3 separate regions of the Mus musculus genome follow, and all the other regions are linked to region 3. A link is a contact called in public promoter capture Hi-C data. All regions are on one chromosome and are shown on one strand. Each heading gives the region's core, a stretch centred on a gene start, on an enhancer-like site or on the middle of the called end of the contact. The rest is flanking DNA. Distances are from core to core; before and after follow the strand shown. Region 1 holds the start of Ecsit (ECSIT signalling integrator). Region 2 holds the start of Kank2 (KN motif and ankyrin repeat domains 2). Region 3 holds the start of Tyk2 (tyrosine kinase 2).

Evidence for each region. Promoter capture Hi-C pulls out the DNA fragments that hold promoters and counts their contacts.
Region 1: a contact with region 3 is called in a promoter capture Hi-C map of liver, with 5 times the contacts expected there. The contact joins the promoter of Ecsit here to the promoter of Tyk2 in region 3. A contact is called at or near these places in 2 of 39 promoter capture datasets (both in liver).
Region 2: a promoter capture Hi-C map of second pharyngeal arch cranial neural crest shows a contact between it and region 3. The contact joins the promoter of Kank2 here to the promoter of Tyk2 in region 3. A contact is called at or near these places in 3 of 39 promoter capture datasets (liver and second pharyngeal arch cranial neural crest) and 1 of 115 datasets of contacts at active chromatin or transcription factors (microglia).

What each region holds. Positions count from the first base shown.
Region 1 is chr9:22,084,133-22,087,115 of GRCm38.p6, forward strand. Ecsit (ECSIT signalling integrator) reads right to left here and starts at 1,295. Exons shown (of 9, transcript NM_001253897.1): 1 at 1,225-1,295; 2 at 1-76. It overlaps Gm16845 (predicted gene, 16845), which reads left to right. Exons shown (of 3, transcript NR_040407.1): 3 at 811-1,999.
Region 2 is chr9:21,796,646-21,799,836 of GRCm38.p6, forward strand. Kank2 (KN motif and ankyrin repeat domains 2) reads right to left here and starts at 1,901. Exons shown (of 12, transcript NM_145611.4): 1 at 1,837-1,901.
Region 3 is chr9:21,129,855-21,132,833 of GRCm38.p6, forward strand. Tyk2 (tyrosine kinase 2) reads right to left here and starts at 1,421. Exons shown (of 25, transcript NM_018793.2): 1 at 1,318-1,421.

The sequences.
Region 1 (2,983 bases), core at 45-2,544, 950 kb after region 3:
AGATGGCCTCCAGAATCAAACCAGCTGGTGATAATTAGTAAGTCCCATGTCAGTCTGAGCTACAGTAAGGTCCTGTCTAAAATTTAAATAAATAAGAGTGGGGAGAGGAAATTTAGCTGAGAAAGGAACTTGCTGTTGGAACAAACAAAGCAAACCTAATGACCTGAGTTTAAACCCTGGAACCAACATAAGGTGTATGGATAAAACTCCAGAGCTGTCCTCTGACCTCCACCATGCACCAGTGCACATGTGCCCCACCTCCATACCATGGCTAAAATAAAAACTTCAAAGTAAATACACATCGGATGGAGTCCACCTGCTGTACCTCCCCTCTCTCTCATAACTCCAGCCACACTGTTTTGGTCTGATGCACCTCAGGCACGGGCTTTGAACTTTTTTTTTTTTTTTTTTTTTTTTGGTTTTTGAGACAGGGTTTCTCTGGCTGTCCTGGAACTCACTCTGTAGACCAGGCTGGCCTCGAACTCAGAAATCCGCCTGCCTCTGCCTCCCGAGTGCTGGGATTAAAGGCGTGTACCACCACGATTCTTTTACCCTCTGCCTACTACTTACTGTCTTGGTATATGCCTGTAATCCAGCACTCAGAAGGCTGGAGCAGGAGGATGTTCATGATGAATTCAAGGCCAACTTGGGGTACATAAAGAATCTTGTCGCAGGGAAAAACACATTGCTTGCAACAATCACTGTTTTGAATTATCTGTTATGTTTGTGGTTTGCTCAATTAGGAAATACTTTTTAAAATCTGTTTTTCTCATCTGATTTCTGTTTAAAATCTGGTTGTGTCTCCACTAGCTGGGCCAGTGCATGGTACATGGTAACTGCCCAACACCGACCAACGGAGTGGAACTAAGCAAGTTTCTACAAAACAGAGAGAAATCTGAACAGCCAGGTCGCGTGTGTGTATGCGTGTGGGCTGGCACGATTCCGGGTCTCTAAGAGGTCTCATTGGAAGGTTCCAATGCCTGCGTCACAGACAAGATGTGTGGCCCAAGTCCGCGGTCCCATCTGTGAAACGGACCGCCTGCAGCAAGAGGTGCCCAGCAACCTTTCCAGGCACGTTCCCAAGCCTGCACCCCAAAAGGTCACAGTGTCCCGACTCTGAGGCCGAGTTGAAGGTCATCCTCCCCGGCTCTACCAGGCCTGGAAGTGGACGCCCCGAATCCCAGACAGTCCCATAAACCTCCCACGCGCGACCCACCTACTCACGTGGCCAGCCGCAGACCCGAGCCGGCTCTGTGGGACCGCTGGACGCTGTCATGTTGAGCCACGGAGCTTCCGGTTACGAGTCGAAGGTGACAGCAAATCAGAAGAGCCTGTGACGATAGGTCCCGCCCTCAGGAAGAGATCCACCAATAGGAAGGGGGGAGACGCTGGTTTCTCCTCAGGAGCAGGCCCTGCCCCTCACTGAGCTCCAGAAGCCTGGAGACTTTGGATACCAGTACGGAGGCGCTGGAGCGGGTTCCCCGGCGTCCGTCCGGTCCAACTTTCTCCGCGGTGTGGTAAATTATTATTATTGTTACGGACTGGAAGCACCACATCCGGTTCGGAGCCCAGGGCGGCTTGCGTGCTAAGCAAGCACTCTACTGCTGTCAACTAAGCCGCAGCCCCAGTCCCGGAATGCATTTTTTTACTAAAGAGGTTTTTTCAGTTTGGTTGGTTGAGTTGTTTGAGTCAGGGTCTTGCAGTGGTGCTCAGCCTGTTCTCAAAACCCTGGATTCAAGAGATCCTCGGGGTTCAGCCTCCCGAATAGCTGGAACCTCAGCTGGGCAACACTGCCAACAGCTTTAACAGAATGTCAAGCTGTGTTTATTTTTACTGTGTGTTATGTGTGTAAGTCTATGTGAGCATGTTCGTGTGGGAGTCAGAGGGCAGCTTGGGGGATGTTCTTTCCATGTGGGTACTGGGGATGAAACCTGGGTCATCAGGCTTGGCTGCGAGCACTTTTAACGCCCTTTAATAAAAATGTTTGAAGTTTGAATTCATCTATGTGAAATGGCCATATAAGTACAACAAGGGCTACTGTGAAAAAGGACATGCATTCCTGACCCCCCTCTCTCCCTCCCCAACAGGGAGTCTAGATTGACTCTTTAGCCCACCCACACTGAGGGCTGCGAGGCCTATGGAGTGCATGTCTAGATGACTGGATCGCCGGGGAATTGTACGCATGTATAGAGGAGAGGGATTTTATACATGTATAAAATGATTGAATATAGGCTTTTATTGTTTTAAGTGCATTTTTAAACATTGTTGTATTTTGGGTGGCACATGTGGTGATAATTTACTAGAATCTATCCTTTGAGTCCCAGGGATTGAACTTGGGCCATCAGACTTGGCAGCACTTTACCCACAGAGCTGACCTGTCAACCCCATAAGTAATTATTTTTATTTATTTATTTATTTATTTATTTATTTTGTTTGTTTGTTTTTTCGAGACAGGGTTTCTCTGTATAGCCCTGCTGGCTGTCCTGGAACTCACTTTGTAGACCAGGGTGGCCTCGAACTCAGAAATCCGCCTGCCTCTGCCTCCCAAGTACTGGGATTAAAGGCGTGTGCCATCACCGCCCGGCAGTAATTATTTTTAAAACAAGGTCTTGTGTAGCCCAGACTAGCTTTGAGCTTGTGTGTAGCTGAATTTGATTTTGATCTGATCTTCCTGCCTCTCTTGTCCTGGGATTACGAGCCTGTACCACCATGCATTGTCTCTGTAGTGCCAGGGATACAGTCCAGAGCCTCTTACATTGTAGGCAGGTTCTCTACCAACTGAGGTGTAGCCCCAGTCCTTTTCTTTCGTCTAGACAGGGTCTTACTGTGCTGCTTGGCCTGGCTGACCTGGACCTCTTTATATAGACCTAGCTAGCCTTTGTTTATGGCTCTAGTTGGCAGTGTAAACCTGGGAGAGTGGAGCCTCAAAATGAGGCTGACTAAAGTCTCATGCTACAGCACATCAGGCAAGTTATACTCTGGG
Region 2 (3,191 bases), core at 651-3,150, 670 kb after region 3:
AAAGTGGTGAGGATACAAGTTCTGAGAAGCCTTCCTCTTTATGGAAACAATTTTCTCTAAAAATAAACAGTTTCACTGCCCAGCTACATAGAACTTCCTGCCCCCTCAGGATGTGTCTGGGTTGGGGGGGGGGATACAGTAGGGATAGAGTGGGGTGAAAGACTGGAAAGTCATAGAGATGGAAGTAAAGAGGGGGGCCTACAGGCTGCAGAGTGGGGATAATCAAGACTTCTTGCTAAGCCCACTTCAACCCTGGAGGTTAGCCAAGGTCAGTCCTTTCTGTTGTCTGCCCTGCAGCTGCTTTGCTGCAGACACCTCCACCCATCTCACCCTCCAGAGCAGGCCACTCTAGGCTGTAGATGTTGGGACAGTGGGTGCCTGGGAGGGTGGATCAGATGGGGCGCCTGCTGGGCATGAAGGCAGGCCTCGGATGGTCCTTCCCTCTGGCTTAGTTCCCCTCCATAGCTCTGTCCCTCCAGTTTGTGTCTCCTCACGTCTCTGCCCTCACTTTGCTGGCATGAACACCTGAAATGCAGTTACCAGTTGTAGATAAAATTGGCTCTGCATCTGCCTGGAGCCTCAGAACCTCCAAGGACAGGAAGTTAGTCCAAAATATTTTCTGAGGACTTAAGAGAGACACAGAAGTAGGGAGCAGAATTGGGGTAGCCTGGGCTAGGGGCACTGAGGTGGAATGAATAATGAATAATTACCACACCGTTTTGTTTGGTTATTTAAGGCAGTTTCCTGTAGCCCAGGCTGGCCTCAAACTCACTATGTGGCTGGGGATGACCCTGAAATCCTGATCCTCCAGCCTGCACCTCATAAGTGCTGGCGTGGCTGGCTACACCACACCACACCATACATTCTGGGGTGGAACCCCCGGTTTCATACATGCTAGGCCCACGTTCTCCATCCCCAGCCATGCTTATGTTTTTGGAAAAAGATCTTGCAAGCTGAGTGTAGCCTCACATGCCTTTAATCCCAGCACTTGGGAGGCGGAGGCAGGCAGATCTCTGACTTGAACCTAAAACGGGGCAGATTCGCCCAAAGCACCCCTAGACCCTATACATCTTACTCTCCAGATGGAGCGATGGAGGTCTACGGGTCTCGTTATCTAACCTCAGGCTGGTAACTCCGTGGCGGGAGTCGGAGGAGGCCCCTCTCTCCACAAGATCCCGGGATGAGAGAGGCGGAAGGAGGCTGGAAGAATCAACAGGTGGGAGTTTCCAGGAAAGGGCCACAGGGTCTCCCCAGAGTGCACCCCCCCCCACCACCAGCCTGGGTGAATCTGGGATCTGGGGGTTTTCCTGCCGCGCTCCCTCCGCCCCTAAAGTTGGGGGTGAGGAGGACCCCGCCCCGGGCGGGGAGGGGGCGGGGCCTGCGGGGTCCCAGTCTAATGGCAAACATCTGCTGATCCCCACACCCGCCCAGCAGCCAGGCCCAGCCCGGCCGGACGCCCGGATGCCTTCCCGCCGCTGAGGGGCCTGGTCCGGCCACCCGGAGCTGCGAGAGCGGGGACCTGGGAAGGTTAGGGGACAGAGCTAGACGAGAGTGGCGGAGCAGAGGAAGAGAGGCAGGGAATGATAAAGGCATAGAGGTGGGCTAGGGGCAAGGGAAGCAGGGCCCAGGTCAGGGCTGGGGAGGGGAGAGGAGCGCGGGGACCCAGACGCTCCGGTTTGCAAAGTTTGGGCGCAGATGTTAAGACTTGAGAGGGACCAGCTAAGAGAGAGTGTGCGAGCTTGTAGCCTCGGGTTGGAGGTGGGTTAGAAATCCTGATAGTGCCCCTAGAGTAGCCCGGACCCCACGCCACCCCGATCAGCCCTCCGTCCCACTCGCCTGGCACGCTCGAGCCTCCGCCGTCCCAGGCGTCCTGCCCGCTCCGCCTCAGTCGCCGCAAGCTTGCGGAGCCAGCGCGGTAGCCACGCCCCCACCAGAAAGCCACGCCCCTCCAGTCTCCCGGGCGCCTCGGCCGCGGGGCCTGGGGGCGAAGTTGAAGGGTGGTCGTGGGGGTGCACGCGCTCTCGCTGCGGCCTGAGCACGTCCTAGGGTCTCAGTCGGCTCCTGGCCACCAGCCCTCCGGACAGGGTCCCCGCTTCTCCAAGCCTGGTGCCCGCCCTTCGCAGCTGGACGCTGCAGGGGGCGGAGCTGGCCGCAGCCCAGCTCGAGGGCGGGTGCGGTAGCGGCGACTGGAGGTCACCCCTCCCCCGTTGGCCGCCAGCAGCTGGAAGTCTTCCAGCTGCAGGCCGGGTGCACCATGGCGTGACCGCCGACCCAAACTCTAAGATTGCAGCACCCACACCCCAATCTCCTGAAATTGAAGTTGTGCCTCAGTTTCCCCATCAGCAAAATGGGGTCAATCACATGACCCATCTGTTAAGTGTGTTCAGAAAATTCCCTTCATACTACTCTTGGGCTGACACAAATCACAGGGCGTGGTTTATTGATTTTGTGAGGTTGGGGATGGACCCCAGGACTCTGAATGCTAATCACTCTGCCTCTAAACTACACCCTAGTCCAGAGATGAACTTCTGTTTGCACTGGACTTTCTGAAGCCACTCTCACAGCGGGACTGCACACCTGTAGTCCCAGCACATGAAAGATGTGGAGCCAGGGCGATCAAGTACTAGAGAGGTCACCTTCTACTCCAGTAATTCTGAGCCAGGAGAGACTGTCTCAAAATAAACAAACTAAAGACAAAACAACAGGAAAGAAAGAAAGGAAGAAAGAAAGAAAGAGAGAGGAAGGGAAGGGGAGGAAAGAGGAAAAATATAGCTTCCTGGAAGCCTCTGCTTAGCACACGTGACAGGTGGATGTCTCAGTGGGTAAACTGCCTGCCGGTGTGAACTAGGATCTGAGTTCGAACTCCAGCATCTACATAAGAGTTGGGCCCACAAGTTTACCTGTAAGCCGAATTCTGGGGGCTGGGCAGATCTCTATGGCTGGGGCTTACCAGCCAGTGAACCTAGCTGCATCTATGAACTCCAGGTTCAATGAGACCTGTCTCAAAAAATAAGTGGATGACCAAGGGGAGGCTCGTCAGATGTCAAGACGAAGGTGCCTGCTGCAAGCCTGAAAGCTCAATGCCTGCGATCTATACAGTGGAAGGGGAGAACTGAGTTCTGCAAACTGTCCTCTGACTCCACATGTGTGTCATGGCACCCATGCACCCACAAACATACAGACAGACAGAA
Region 3 (2,979 bases), core at 171-2,670:
ACATTAGGTCCTTCCTCTATTACTTTCTACTTTTTAAATGCTTTTTCAAACATGGTTTCTCTGTGTAGCCCTGGATATCCTGGAACTTACTCTGTAGACCAGGCTGGCCTCAACCTCAGAGATCTGCCTGCCTCTGCCTCCCAAGTGCTGGGACTAAAGGAATACACCATGACTGCCTGGCTTCCACACTTATAATAAGTGTGAACATTGTGCCTACATGTTTGTCTGTACCTCATATGTTCCTGGTACCGATGGAGGCCAGAAGATGGGGTAAGATCCCCTGGAACTGGAGTTATATATGGTTGAGAGCTGCCATGTGGGTGCTGGGAACTAAATCTAGGTCCTCTGTGTTAACAGTGACTGTAACCCTGAGTCGTTTCTCCTACTCCTTTACCTTATTTTTTGAGGCATGGTATTACTAAACCAAGGTCACTGTTCTGGCTGGGCTGTCTTGGGAGCCCCTAAGAGCTTCCTGTCTCCATCCCCTAGTGCTGGAGTGACATGCCTGCTGCCACACTCCGGTTTCTGTGAGTGTTGGGATTCAAACTTGGGTCCTTATGTTAGCAGGCACTTTTCCAACTGAGGGAACATCCATTCATCCTTTATGTTATGATTTTGATGTTGGTCCAACAGTGTAGCCCAGGCTATCCTGGAACTCACACTGTAGCTCACACTGGTCTCCAAAGCATGGTGGTCCTTTTGCCTCAGTATTCTAAATGCAGGAATAATGCACTATACTCAACATCACACACACACAATTTTAATTTTGAGGCAGCATTTTACAATAGAGCTCACAGCAATCCCTCTGCCTCTGCCTCCTCAGTGTTGGACTCGGAGGCAGATAGGTCAGCAAGCCCAACCTTGAGCCCACCAGCCTTAGTAATTTATGTGACTGTAGGCGCACCTACATACAGTCAGATCTGCCTGTAAAGGAGGCTGGGGCCAGTGTCTATCTCAAAGGCAAGAGAGAAAGCGTCTGGCACACAGTAAGCGGTTAATAGTTGTGGACCGTATCTATTCCTGTTCAGGGCGCCATCCTGGGGACATGGGCTTTTAAGAGAACTCCCTTCCTCCTTCCTGGATCGTCTCAAAAATTCAGGTTTAGCTTTGAAGACGAAATCCAGGTAGTTTGTACTTGCAGAAACTGCATCTCTCCGCACCGACTGTCCGAAAACTTGCCTACCTATCTGGCCCAGGCAATAACTGCACTGTGCACTCTCCAGGTAACCCACCAGTCTCACTCTGGGGCAGTGTTAATGCAGGCAAGTCCCAAGCCTCCTCGCTGCCAGCTTCCCACAGCGGACCCTCTGCACTCACCGTTTCCGGAGTACTCAGGCTTGGGACCCTGGACCCCGCCCCACTGCCTCGGGGAGCCGCTGGAAGTCCACCGCCTACGCGCCACTTGCCATTGGCTACCTGAAGTGCGCATGCCTTTGGCTGCGGTCCGTCCCACCCAGTTTACGGTCCTACATCCCTATTGGTCATTGTACGAGAACAGCGGCGTTCCGAATGTTGATGGTGAGGGATTATTTTAGTCGTGATTTGTTGGCGTGGCAAGCGGAACTGAGGAGGCCTCTACGATTGGACGTCGAAGGTGAGGGCGGAAACGCAGAGGAGGGCTGCAGGGCCGGGCGGAAAAGTGAGGTCTGTAGGCGAAGGACCTGGAACCCTCATTGCCTAGGCTTCTGCCCGTCGGCCTACACCAGGGTATCGCGGCTGCAGAGTCACCCAGGCTTGAGGCTCCCAGTGCTATCCCTACACATCCAACCTCTCCCATCACCACCCCTTTTAAAATACCGTATCCCAAGCCCCACCCCCCAAGCTTTCCTTGAACAGTCTTTGGTGAATAGGCTGTAGCTCAGTGCTTGCAATTAAGTGTGAAGACACATGCCTGTAGTCTCAGCACTTGAGTGGAAAAGAAAGCTCAGAAGAGATGGCTCAGAGGTTAAGAACACTGACTGCTCTTCCAGAGGTCCTGAGTTCAATTCCCAGCAACCACATGGTGGCTCACAACCATCTGTAATGGGATCCGATGCCCTCTAATGATGTGTCTGAAGACGCGACAGTGTACTCAAATACATAAAATAAATAATTTTTTTAAAAAAAAAGTTCAATGCCATCCTCTCTACTTTGAGTTGGGGCGAGATTTGAGAACGACATAGGCTGTATGAGACCCAGTTTTTGTTTTTGTTTAAAGATTTATTCAAGACGGGCAGTGGTTGCACATGCCTGTAATCCCAGCACTCGGGAGGCAGAGGCAGGCGGATCTCTGAGTTTGAAGCCAGCCTGGTCTACAGAGTGTGTTCTAGGACAGCAAGGACTACACAGAGAAATCCTGTCTCGAGAAACCAAAAAAAAAAAAAAAAAAAAAAATATTCATTGTTATATGTAGGAAGACTGTAGATGTCTTCAGACACACGGGAAGAGAGCATCAGGTCTTGTTAAGGATGTGTGCCACCTTGTGGTTGCCTGGATTTGAACTCCTGTCAATCAGCAGCCTATGCCTCCCTGCCTGTTGCCCATTTCCGAGGCTCTCCAAATATGTTTCCTTTAACTTCATTGACTTTTGTCCCTAGTCCAGATCTATATTAGTACGGTTCCACTCGGCCGGTGCACACCATCCATGAATCAGAAGCAGATTGCAAACTGCTCCAGAGATGATCTACACCGCACCAGACCCAAGCAGCCCTACAAACCAGAAAGCCCTGGACCTGCTAAAAACTAACGTGAGCCCAGGCGCCCAGCAAATGAGACTGTCCCTTCAGCTGGGTCGGCAAATCATACGCTTGTGGTGAATGCCTCACTGCCCTAATTTCCTCCCCTACTCTGGCTAACAGACCAGCCTCCCTGGGCTGTGACAGGGAGTCCTAATTTCACCAGAAAGTAGTTACAGAGCAGAGAGCATAACCCCTTCTCCTCAACAAAGTGCTGGGGTGCTCGATACCAGGAAACTCCCTGGTAAAGGAAACAAAATGGTGA